Linked DNA regions of Mus musculus: all the other regions are linked to region 1. Evidence: chromatin contacts called from public HiChIP or PLAC-seq data. All regions are on one chromosome and are shown on one strand. The core of a region is the stretch at or near the end of the contact, and the rest is flanking DNA. Distances in the headings are between cores, read along the strand shown.

What was found. HiChIP or PLAC-seq counts read pairs in DNA pulled down with a chosen protein or histone mark.
Region 2: a contact with region 1 is called in an H3K27ac HiChIP or PLAC-seq map of regulatory T cells, with 5 times the contacts expected there. The contact joins two enhancer-like sites. A contact is called at or near these places in 2 of 15 datasets of contacts at CTCF or cohesin (CD8 T cells and pro-B cells), 10 of 484 Hi-C or Micro-C datasets (the AML12 cell line, B cells, the Ba/F3 cell line and 7 more) and 3 of 115 datasets of contacts at active chromatin or transcription factors (CD8 T cells, a beta-TC-6 cell line and regulatory T cells).
Region 3: a contact with region 1 is called in a Foxp3 HiChIP or PLAC-seq map of regulatory T cells, with 4 times the contacts expected there. The contact joins two enhancer-like sites. A contact is called at or near these places in 2 of 15 datasets of contacts at CTCF or cohesin (CD8 T cells and pro-B cells), 9 of 484 Hi-C or Micro-C datasets (the Ba/F3 cell line, CD4 T cells, CD8 T cells and 5 more) and 2 of 115 datasets of contacts at active chromatin or transcription factors (CD8 T cells and regulatory T cells).

What each region holds. Positions count from the first base shown.
Region 1 is chr8:81,613,396-81,616,352 of GRCm38.p6, reverse strand. The region is part of intron 2 of Inpp4b (inositol polyphosphate-4-phosphatase, type II); the gene reads right to left. Among named protein-coding and RNA genes, the nearest start is that of Gm51582, 270 kb to the right of the region's middle. Within about 2 kb of position 1,537, at least 18 of the 459 cell types and tissues checked have an H3K27ac peak or open chromatin away from gene starts, as enhancers often do. A contact at or near this core is called in regulatory T cells, where this site is marked.
Region 2 is chr8:81,810,769-81,813,725 of GRCm38.p6, reverse strand. All of the region lies in intron 7 of Inpp4b (inositol polyphosphate-4-phosphatase, type II), which reads right to left. Among named protein-coding and RNA genes, the nearest start is that of Gm25267, 340 kb to the left of the region's middle. Within about 2 kb of position 1,550, at least 48 of the 459 cell types and tissues checked have an H3K27ac peak or open chromatin away from gene starts, as enhancers often do. A contact at or near this core is called in regulatory T cells, where this site is marked.
Region 3 is chr8:81,477,561-81,480,517 of GRCm38.p6, reverse strand. All of the region lies in intron 2 of Inpp4b (inositol polyphosphate-4-phosphatase, type II), which reads right to left. Among named protein-coding and RNA genes, the nearest start is that of Gm51582, 140 kb to the right of the region's middle. Within about 2 kb of position 1,402, at least 6 of the 459 cell types and tissues checked have an H3K27ac peak or open chromatin away from gene starts, as enhancers often do. A contact at or near this core is called in regulatory T cells, where this site is marked.

The DNA.
Region 1 (2,957 bases), core at 288-2,787:
CAAATCATTCCTTTTTGCTGTCTTTGGGCACTATTCTGCTTTCTTTGACTACTCACAGCTATGATTCCTGGGGCCTCAATCTGCTCTTCAGTTTGTTCCTCATAGTTTCTTCCATAGGTGACAGCATCTGCTTCATCATCGCTTAGACTCAGCAGGGACCTCATTGCAGTCTGTTCATATATACAACCCAGCATCCCAATGTGAGTATATAAAAGATCAGATCAATTGCAGTAGATACGAAAACCAAGCTAACAATTGCTGTCTCCACCTTTGTCTGTGTCCCATGCATATTTTACTGACTTTGTTATTTCAGTTCATAGCCCCAAGTTCCAACTGCTAGTATTTGCATCTCTTGGCATAGAGACCACCCTCGACCATTGGCAGCTTCAATGTTCAGTCAACTTGGCCAGACAAAGGAACACAGTGATGGTGTCTACTAGTCAACTATACACATGCAAGGCCAAACTAGAGAACAATACCCATGCCTGCTTCCCTTCAAGAGGAAAAGCTTTGCATCACATGTTCTATTCTGGTGTCTAGGGTTCACACAAGGCAGAAGCTAAGATAGTGATTCCTTTTATCACCAGCTTTCCTGCCTCCACTTCATTTCATCACTTCTTCATTTGTATTTCCCCAAACTGACTCTCAAACCACTTGTCCATAGGCCTGCCTGAGGTCTGACATAGAGAAGGCCATGCTGAGCTGTCTTCCTCCACACTGTTTTTGAGCTTCCCTCCTCGGCAAGGGGGAGTACCACAAGCCCAACTGCATTGGCTAAAACACAAAGTGAGACCTTTGTCCTCTATTCCTCCCTCCTAGTCAACGATTCCTAAGTCTTAGAAGCACTGCCTAACAAAGAGTTTCAAATCATTTCTTTTCCATCATCTCCATCAATAATCCCATCCAGTTTTCTAGACTTCCACGTATCAGTGGGCTAGTGGTAGCACATCCCCCACTTGTAGAATAGGTACTACTTAACTAAATGCACCTTATCTCCCTACTCCCCGCCCTGCATGCTCTAACAACATACTAACATTAACAACGTTCATTTTTTTTTCTTTCTAGAAATTCAAAAGCCTCCTCCCACTCCCCCACTGAGAGTTTCAGAACCTGTTAATCCCCTGGAATCTTTGCACTCTCAAGGGACCCTGTCATTTCTTTTGCCTAAGCTGTAAGTGTAGCTGAAGGAAGGGGCTATTACAGGTGGGTGTGCTTTGAATAACCATTTGAATAATACTTTAGAATCACTGGAGAACTGAACATCTCTTCTGAGAATGATTCGAGGTAAAATACATTCAGGATCCAAATAGCAAGCAACAGAATGGCTTCATCTCAAGCTAAAGACAATAGGTGGCGAATGGGTTAGGAGTTCAGCCTGCAGATGATGCCTACATCCTTACAGGAAAGGAATCCCCCAGCATGCTCTGGCACACTGTGAAAGAGGAACAGGGGGCTGACAAAGTGCTGGCAAGGGTATCATGCTTAGGGAGCTACTTCAGCAGCCCAGGTGCAAGCATGCTTGTAAAGACAGCAGCTGTGGCTTGAAGAGGAGGGGTTCACCCAAAGATGTTCTGGAGGGGGAGTCTGCAAAGTCTGAGAACAGCGCAGTCTGTCTCTATATTTATTAGACACTGAACAGCTGTAAACTAGTATTTTACAGCTCATTTATATAGACTCCAAGGCCAACTTCAGTTGGGTAAGGATTTTAAGAGTAGTGGAATAAAACTTAAAAGTGTTCCCATGTTCTGCCTACAAGCAGCATATGTACATTTGTATGCCCACACACATGTAATCACAAACATTTCTTATTCAGCAACAATGAAAAGTATTTAGCTTTTGGTGGCTAATGAGGATATAAAGACGTTAGTGTAGAACAGGTTGTTATTGCTCTGTAAATTGTTGGATAAAGTTGATGGTTAATCTTAAGATTTATTTTTAATTTTGATTATGTATGTATGCCTGGAATGGGGTTGGGGTGTTTACAAATATGAGTACAGGTGCCATGGGACCAGAAGGGGGCATCAGATCCCCTAGAGCAAGAGTCACACACAATTATGAATCATTTGACATGGGTGCTCAGGACTGAACTTGGGTCCTTTTCAGGAACAAATGTACTCTTGTCCACTGAGCCACTGGCTCTCTAGCTTGATGTTAGTAAAATTTTGATTGTCAATTTGGCAGAATTTGGAATCACCTAGGAGATCAATTTTCAAGTACTTCTATGAAGATGTTTGTAGGGAATTTTGACTGAGGTGGAAGACACCTCTTTTCCCTGGACTGTAGTGTGGTGTCTCCACACTATACAATACAATCGTACACAAAGAGAAGAGAAAAATGAAAGGAGTGCATTCTCTCTGCACTTCTTGTAAGGATGTGATGCAACCAAGTGCCTCATATGCCTGCTGCCACAGATATTGCACCCAGCACCAAAATACTTTCCTGATCATGTGTCACCTGTCACCGTGGACCGTGTCATCTAATTGTGAATCAAAAATATCACCTTTCTTCCTTAAGTTCTTTATCTGAATTAAGAAAAGAAACTAATAGAGTATAGAAAAGAAACCTTGACACTTTGCCACCTCACAATTGAAAGACAAGACACCATCAGCAACCAGATCTTCAGCTGGCTAGAGGAACGTTTTGTCCACTCATCTATAAGTAGAAAAGGGTGTAATTTCCAAGAGGGACAAAGATTATTCTTCTTGTTCCACTCTAATCTGATCTAGAAATGTCTTTGGTTCAGGTACATCCTGTCCTTGTTTTCTGGGTCACCTCTCTATAACTAGGGCATCTCACTGCTAGGCTCCTTGCTCCAGATGGAATCAAAGCTGTATTTCAGTGGGATTATTATTTGTAAAATGAGGACATGGAATGTGTCACTTGAATGAAGAGGAGATCAATAGTTCAAAACAATTTGGGGAAAAGAAAAAGAACTTAATGTTTGAGTCGATATAAAA
Region 2 (2,957 bases), core at 301-2,800, 200 kb before region 1:
GGGGTCAGTTGAAGTAAATAACTTAATCCCTTGTTTAAAAAGCAACTGTTAAAGATTTCTGTAAAGCATCATTCCTCTCCCATGTGGTAGTCTCTCTGCCGTCCAATAACCGGAGAACAAAGTTTTTGTTAAGAGACTCACTCAGAGCAAACACAGACAGGTTACAGAAAGGCCAGCTACAAACTACAGACAGATGGAAAGCATAGGGAGAAATGGAAAATTCGAACTTGGACTCACTCTTGGGCAAATGAACCCAGGAAGAAGTCTGAAATTTCATCCCTTAATTTGACATGGAGGGTACAGAGACCTGTGATTCTGAGAAGGTTAACAGGACATGAGAAACACCATAACTCCAAATGCTGTCCTTTAATTATGAAGCAACAGGCACAATTATGTGACTGTAAAAGACCATGGAAAGCAAAGATACTCTTAGGTCCATCTTGGGAATAATAGTCTTCCATCCTGAAGTCTTAGCTTATGATACAGCAGAGGGTTGAGACCCACCCTACCCCTGTTTCCCGAGGGGATACCAGAAAGTCTGTACATTCATCAATCATAAGTCAATTATTTTCTATTAATTGTTTTGACTGAAGGTGAAAATAACGTGGCAATATTCACCTACTTAAAGAACTCAAGGCATTAGCATACAGATGTGCCAAGATAAGGTTTGATCAAAAAAAAGGTATTTCTGAAATATTTTCCTTTACAGGATAAATCAGATTAGTAATCAATTAGGAGTTAAAATCAGGTTTGCATCCATCACCAGCAGAGAATGATGGAGGAGAAGCATGGAATCAGTAGATGGAAGGCCTTTTGAATATCTATCTCTTTCTTACTTTCCTTTGCAATACTGGGGTTAACCCAGAATGTTAGGCATAAGAGACACATTTTTTTTTCCCCAATGAGCCAGGGCCCTGTTCAAATAATTCACAAGTGTCAATCTAGAATATAAGAACTAACTTCATCTTTCTAAACAGGAGTTTGATGATGGGCTAATTCAAGCAGTAATACTTCCTGCCTGCAGACCAGAAGTGGCCTGACTCAGGACAGCTATGCCTAAAATATCTCTAGTAAGGAATCCACAAAAGAGCAGTTCCCTGTAAGGCCACAGCAGGTCACCAGAGTAAAGCCATATTGTCCCCTGAGCCCCCAGAGTTCTCTTCACTGCCTCCTCCCAGGCAAAGCTACTCTGTTGGTGCTCAAAGGGGCTAAAAAACATTCACAGCCTGGGGATGCTGCAAACTGAAGGGTTGCTGAAGAAGCTGGTATTTAGCTCTCAGCCTTGCCAGCATCAGGAGTGGAGCAGCTGTGAGTTTTCCAGGGTTTTTTATTTTATTTTTTCAATTTTTTTTTACAACTTCTTCCCTTCAGCAAGAAAGATTTGTTGTTTCCCTGCCAGACTCCTGCTACATTTGTCTGTTTATTAGCTTAGCTGCATACTCTGTCTAGTAGCCAAGATCGTCATGGCGATAGCCACTTGTTTACAATCTGTGTTTAAATAAATTAACTCCCAGTCAATTATCAGCTACATATCTTTATTTCAATAGAAACTCCGACATCACAGAAGACAGGCCTCTTAGTGGAGGTAATCCCAGACAACAAGAATGACCAGCACAGAAGATGAAAGGAACATTGCAGGACCATTTCCCAAATCAAAGGAAAAAGAAATCTATTGTAAAAAGGGATGTTATTTTCACAGTTTCCCTCCCTCCACCCTCCCTCCTTCCCTCCCTCCCTCCCTCCATCCACCTTCCCTCCTCTCTTTCTCTCTCCCTGTAAGCAAGGTTGCTAGGAATCCAGATCTACTTTTTCATAGCAATTTAGCACCACACGATCCTGCAGATCTTTAGCTGAGTCAAAGGACTATCATCAAACTACTTAGAAAGACAGCAAGATTTAGACTAGCAGTCACAGGGATTGGTTCTTATCTCTTACAGAGACAAAAGACCAGTTCTCTAAAACATGTGAAGCACAGGCTTCTTTATATCATTAATAGTTTCTGAAAATATTCAATAATTTCTTACAATGTCTTTGAAGAAAATGCATGGGAGTAAAAAGGAATATAGAAATCACTCTATCAATCTGGTATTATAAAATATTTTCCATAACTGTTACACCCTCATTAATGTATTTATCACTACTTTATAATAGCAAAATAAGCATATTACTCACAAGCCATTGAGCCTCAACCATGAGTAGACCTCATGTGATGTAAACACTGGTTAAGTACTATTGGGAACCTTTCTGACAACATTGAAGTCATTTAAGAATACCTATTCCACTGTTATTTTTTCAAGATTTAAGAGAGCTAGAATGTTAATGCTTACAAAATTATGGTTTTACTCTCAAGATTAAATTTGCATTTCTTGTTGCAAAGCATTTTACCAATCTTCTCAATCTAAGCTCCAAGTCCAGAATGGAAAGAAGGGCCTGAGACTCCCCAGATTATGTTTCCACTGTCACAACTGTTTCTTCTTTAGGCTTTCTTAATAGGGAACGTCTGTAAACACTGAAAGATGCTGTCTCTCTCTCTCACTGATCACCCTTCTGCCTGTCCTCCCTGCAGTGGCGCTGAGACCACCTGGCAGTATTTCCAGCGCTGCAGCACTATTCCAAACCTGCTAGGGCCACCCCTGGGCCAGCCTTTCCTGCTCCCTATGTGAAGTCTTTGCTCTCAGGCCTCAGCCAGGGTTACTGCCAACACTCATTGGATATCAGTTAAAGCCAACTCCACTGGTCATTTCCTTCCAAAGTCCAAGTGTTGGTAGTGTTTCCTGTTGTCTCCCTTCTGTTGCCTGGGACCTCAATGTCAATTTAAAGGGCTCATTTGACATTTTCTAGAGCCACAGGAGCTTCTGGCATAATAAATGATTCCTTTAAATACTGTATTCAGATAGGTAGTGTGGTTGCCTTCTCCCTGGGCAGGAGGACTGTGATAACTCTCCTAGAGAGTTAGA
Region 3 (2,957 bases), core at 153-2,652, 140 kb after region 1:
TTGTTTATCATTGTAGAGATACCAATGAATAAACATCATAGGACACACTTCACAATGACCACAGGACATGAAATTCCCAACACATAAAAACGAGGAATGAAGAAATCAATTGTATTAAATTATAATATACTGCATACATGCACTAAATTGCCATACATAACAAGAAAAGATGTAGCCATACAGTCTCAATAATGAGTTACAATTAAAAAGGAGAAATATGTACATGGATATGAAGCAAGAGTTAGCATACTGTGGAGCTAGGTTGAAATTGGCAGTATCTCTATTCCATCTACGTCATGAGCAGACAGATGGATGATAGATGCCCTATCAGATCTCAGCAATGACCTCTTTTAAGGGATTAAATAGGGGAATCACGGTTTAGGGCCATTACAGAGCCAGTAAGCTGCACACTTCGGCCCCAGGTTCAAGGTTGGCTAATGATGTGCTTCTCATGTATCCACAGCACTTGCCCCCTGTATCAAGTCCTGGTGGGGTCATTTCATGGGTCAAATAATTGGAGCATGATTTCATCACCTGTGAATATAATTAAAACTAACAGCCTCGGTGTTGGGGAAAATCTCGGCACAGTCTTCTACTACTACTAAAATGGATACGAAACTCCAGTAAACTTGATGTTTCTCTTACAAGTTAAATTAAAAACTCACAAATGAATAACTTCAGGATGAAGCAGAGGCAACTTTATATTAGAAGAGTCATTGTTAGAATTTTCTTTGAGGGAGAAATTCTCTTTATATTCTTTTAACAGCCTTTGTTGAAATGTTTTTAAATGCAACTTACATCAAAAATTTTCTGAACAAGAGAGATGGAAAGAAGTCTATTTTTTTTTTTACTATTTATAAAAACTGCTTGGTATTTGGTTGATAGACAGTCATTCAGGATAGGATCCTAGCACCAAAAATCCAAAAGATTAGACTGAGTCCTCCTAATGTGAAGTAATCTAACCAGATAAGAACTGCATCAACAAATAAATTCCATCCATTGAACACTGACAAGCTATAGTTTGTTATTAACGTCTATAAATATTTACCTACCTTGTTAAGGCCTAAATTGTGGATTGCAATTCACAGAACATATAGTTTTCCTATCTCCATGCTGTTTTGTCAATTGGTGAGAAAGCATTCACAATTAGTGTGTTGTCTTCCTAAATGTTCTGAGTTCCATGCAATAACAAAACAGATTCTGAATATCTTAGGCATTAGTAAATGAGCAGGGTACAGGTATTGGTATTCAAAAATTAATGCCACACTCTCTTCTGAGATTTGGTAGCTACAAAACACACATCTGCAATGACAATGAAAATAAAAATCCAAAGAGCCAATGCTTATGCAATACATAATGTATGCACCACAGGGCACACCTGTGGAAATGGAGGGTGTAACATCAAGTACACTTTCTGAGAAGATGTGCAGACCTTACAAGTATATTGAAATAAGAAACACCAAGAGGAAGGGTACAGTAACTTTGAGCAGAAACAAGCATAAAATAATCTCATAAGACTTTATATCTTTACAATTCTACTTTTATATTTCATTAAAATTATGAGATAAGTGTTGTTTTCAAATATGATGTTCTAATAAAGTTCCTTTTTGTGACAAGGGTCACGGAAACCCTAGGAGATTACTGCTGACACCTAGTGGCATGATGTTTAAATGCTTAATGCGCTTAAAGAGAGATGATACAGACTATGCATAGTGTATAATACATGCATACATACATACATGCATACATACACACATACACACATACATACGTATACATATATATGGAAGAACTGAATTACAAACTATTAATTTCAGTCCAGGTATTTAATTTTCAGTCAATTGAGTCTCCTTCATGACTAGTCCCTCAATATTGAATAAATTAAAACTACCATGTCTGTTAACCCTTAAGAAAACCAATTCCTTCAAATCTCCTTAGTCTTTTTCTGGATATTGGCAATGGGAACCCCAACTCATAATAAATCTACTTTAACCTCAATAGGTTTTATTTTATCCCAACTTCTCAAAGACCCAGGTTTGACATTCAGTGTTTACATAACGTAGAAGCCTTGTCTACCATCGAGCAGGGTGTGTTAAATCTCACTCCACATTCAAATGCTGGCACACCCAAAATGGCCATGAAACTGCCACACATGATCCCAGAGGATCAGATATATGACACTTGTGCATGGTAGGACAGGGCTTCTTCAAGGGTCTCTAGTATCCACATGGATGATGAGACAGAAAACACAAAAGAAACTGAAATGATTATGACATTAACCAAGACCCTACAGATAATTTCTATCAGATGCAACAATTGTGTGTGTGTGTATGTGTATATAAGAATGTGTAACAAAAGAAAGACACTCTATTTCTAGATGCACTTTTCTGCTACAGCACTACAGCACTTGGGAACACAGCAGGTAAAAATTAAATTAATAAATTAATACATAACTATTTACTTTTATTAATTTTTGTGTAAGATGTAAAACAGGAAAAGGTCACAAAAGACACTGACTTTTCTCTTAGTCCAAAGTAACTTTTCTGAGTAACTCAGGTTAGACATTTCATCAACAACATGTGCAGTGTGGCACACACAATGACAAATGCAGTGTGGCCCACAACAATGGGTGACAAGATTGGCCATCTTCCTAGGGCCCAAAGTATGTCCCACCCGTGAATTTATAAATTACTGGATTGTCAGTATGATTTTATTCTTATTGAAAATATGTGATGAAAATAGTATATGTTCTCCAGATAAGCCTAATTAATGCAGAGCATAGCTAAGTTATAGCTCTCATAGTACAAAGGAATCTTTCAGCCTTTTAAATGCTCCTTCAATGAAAATCTTGGAGAATCAAAGAGCATGCATATTCATTCAAAGGATATCTATATTACACATTGGAGTGAAGGCAAATGGAAAACAACATATTTTCAAAATTATATTGAAAGAAAAAT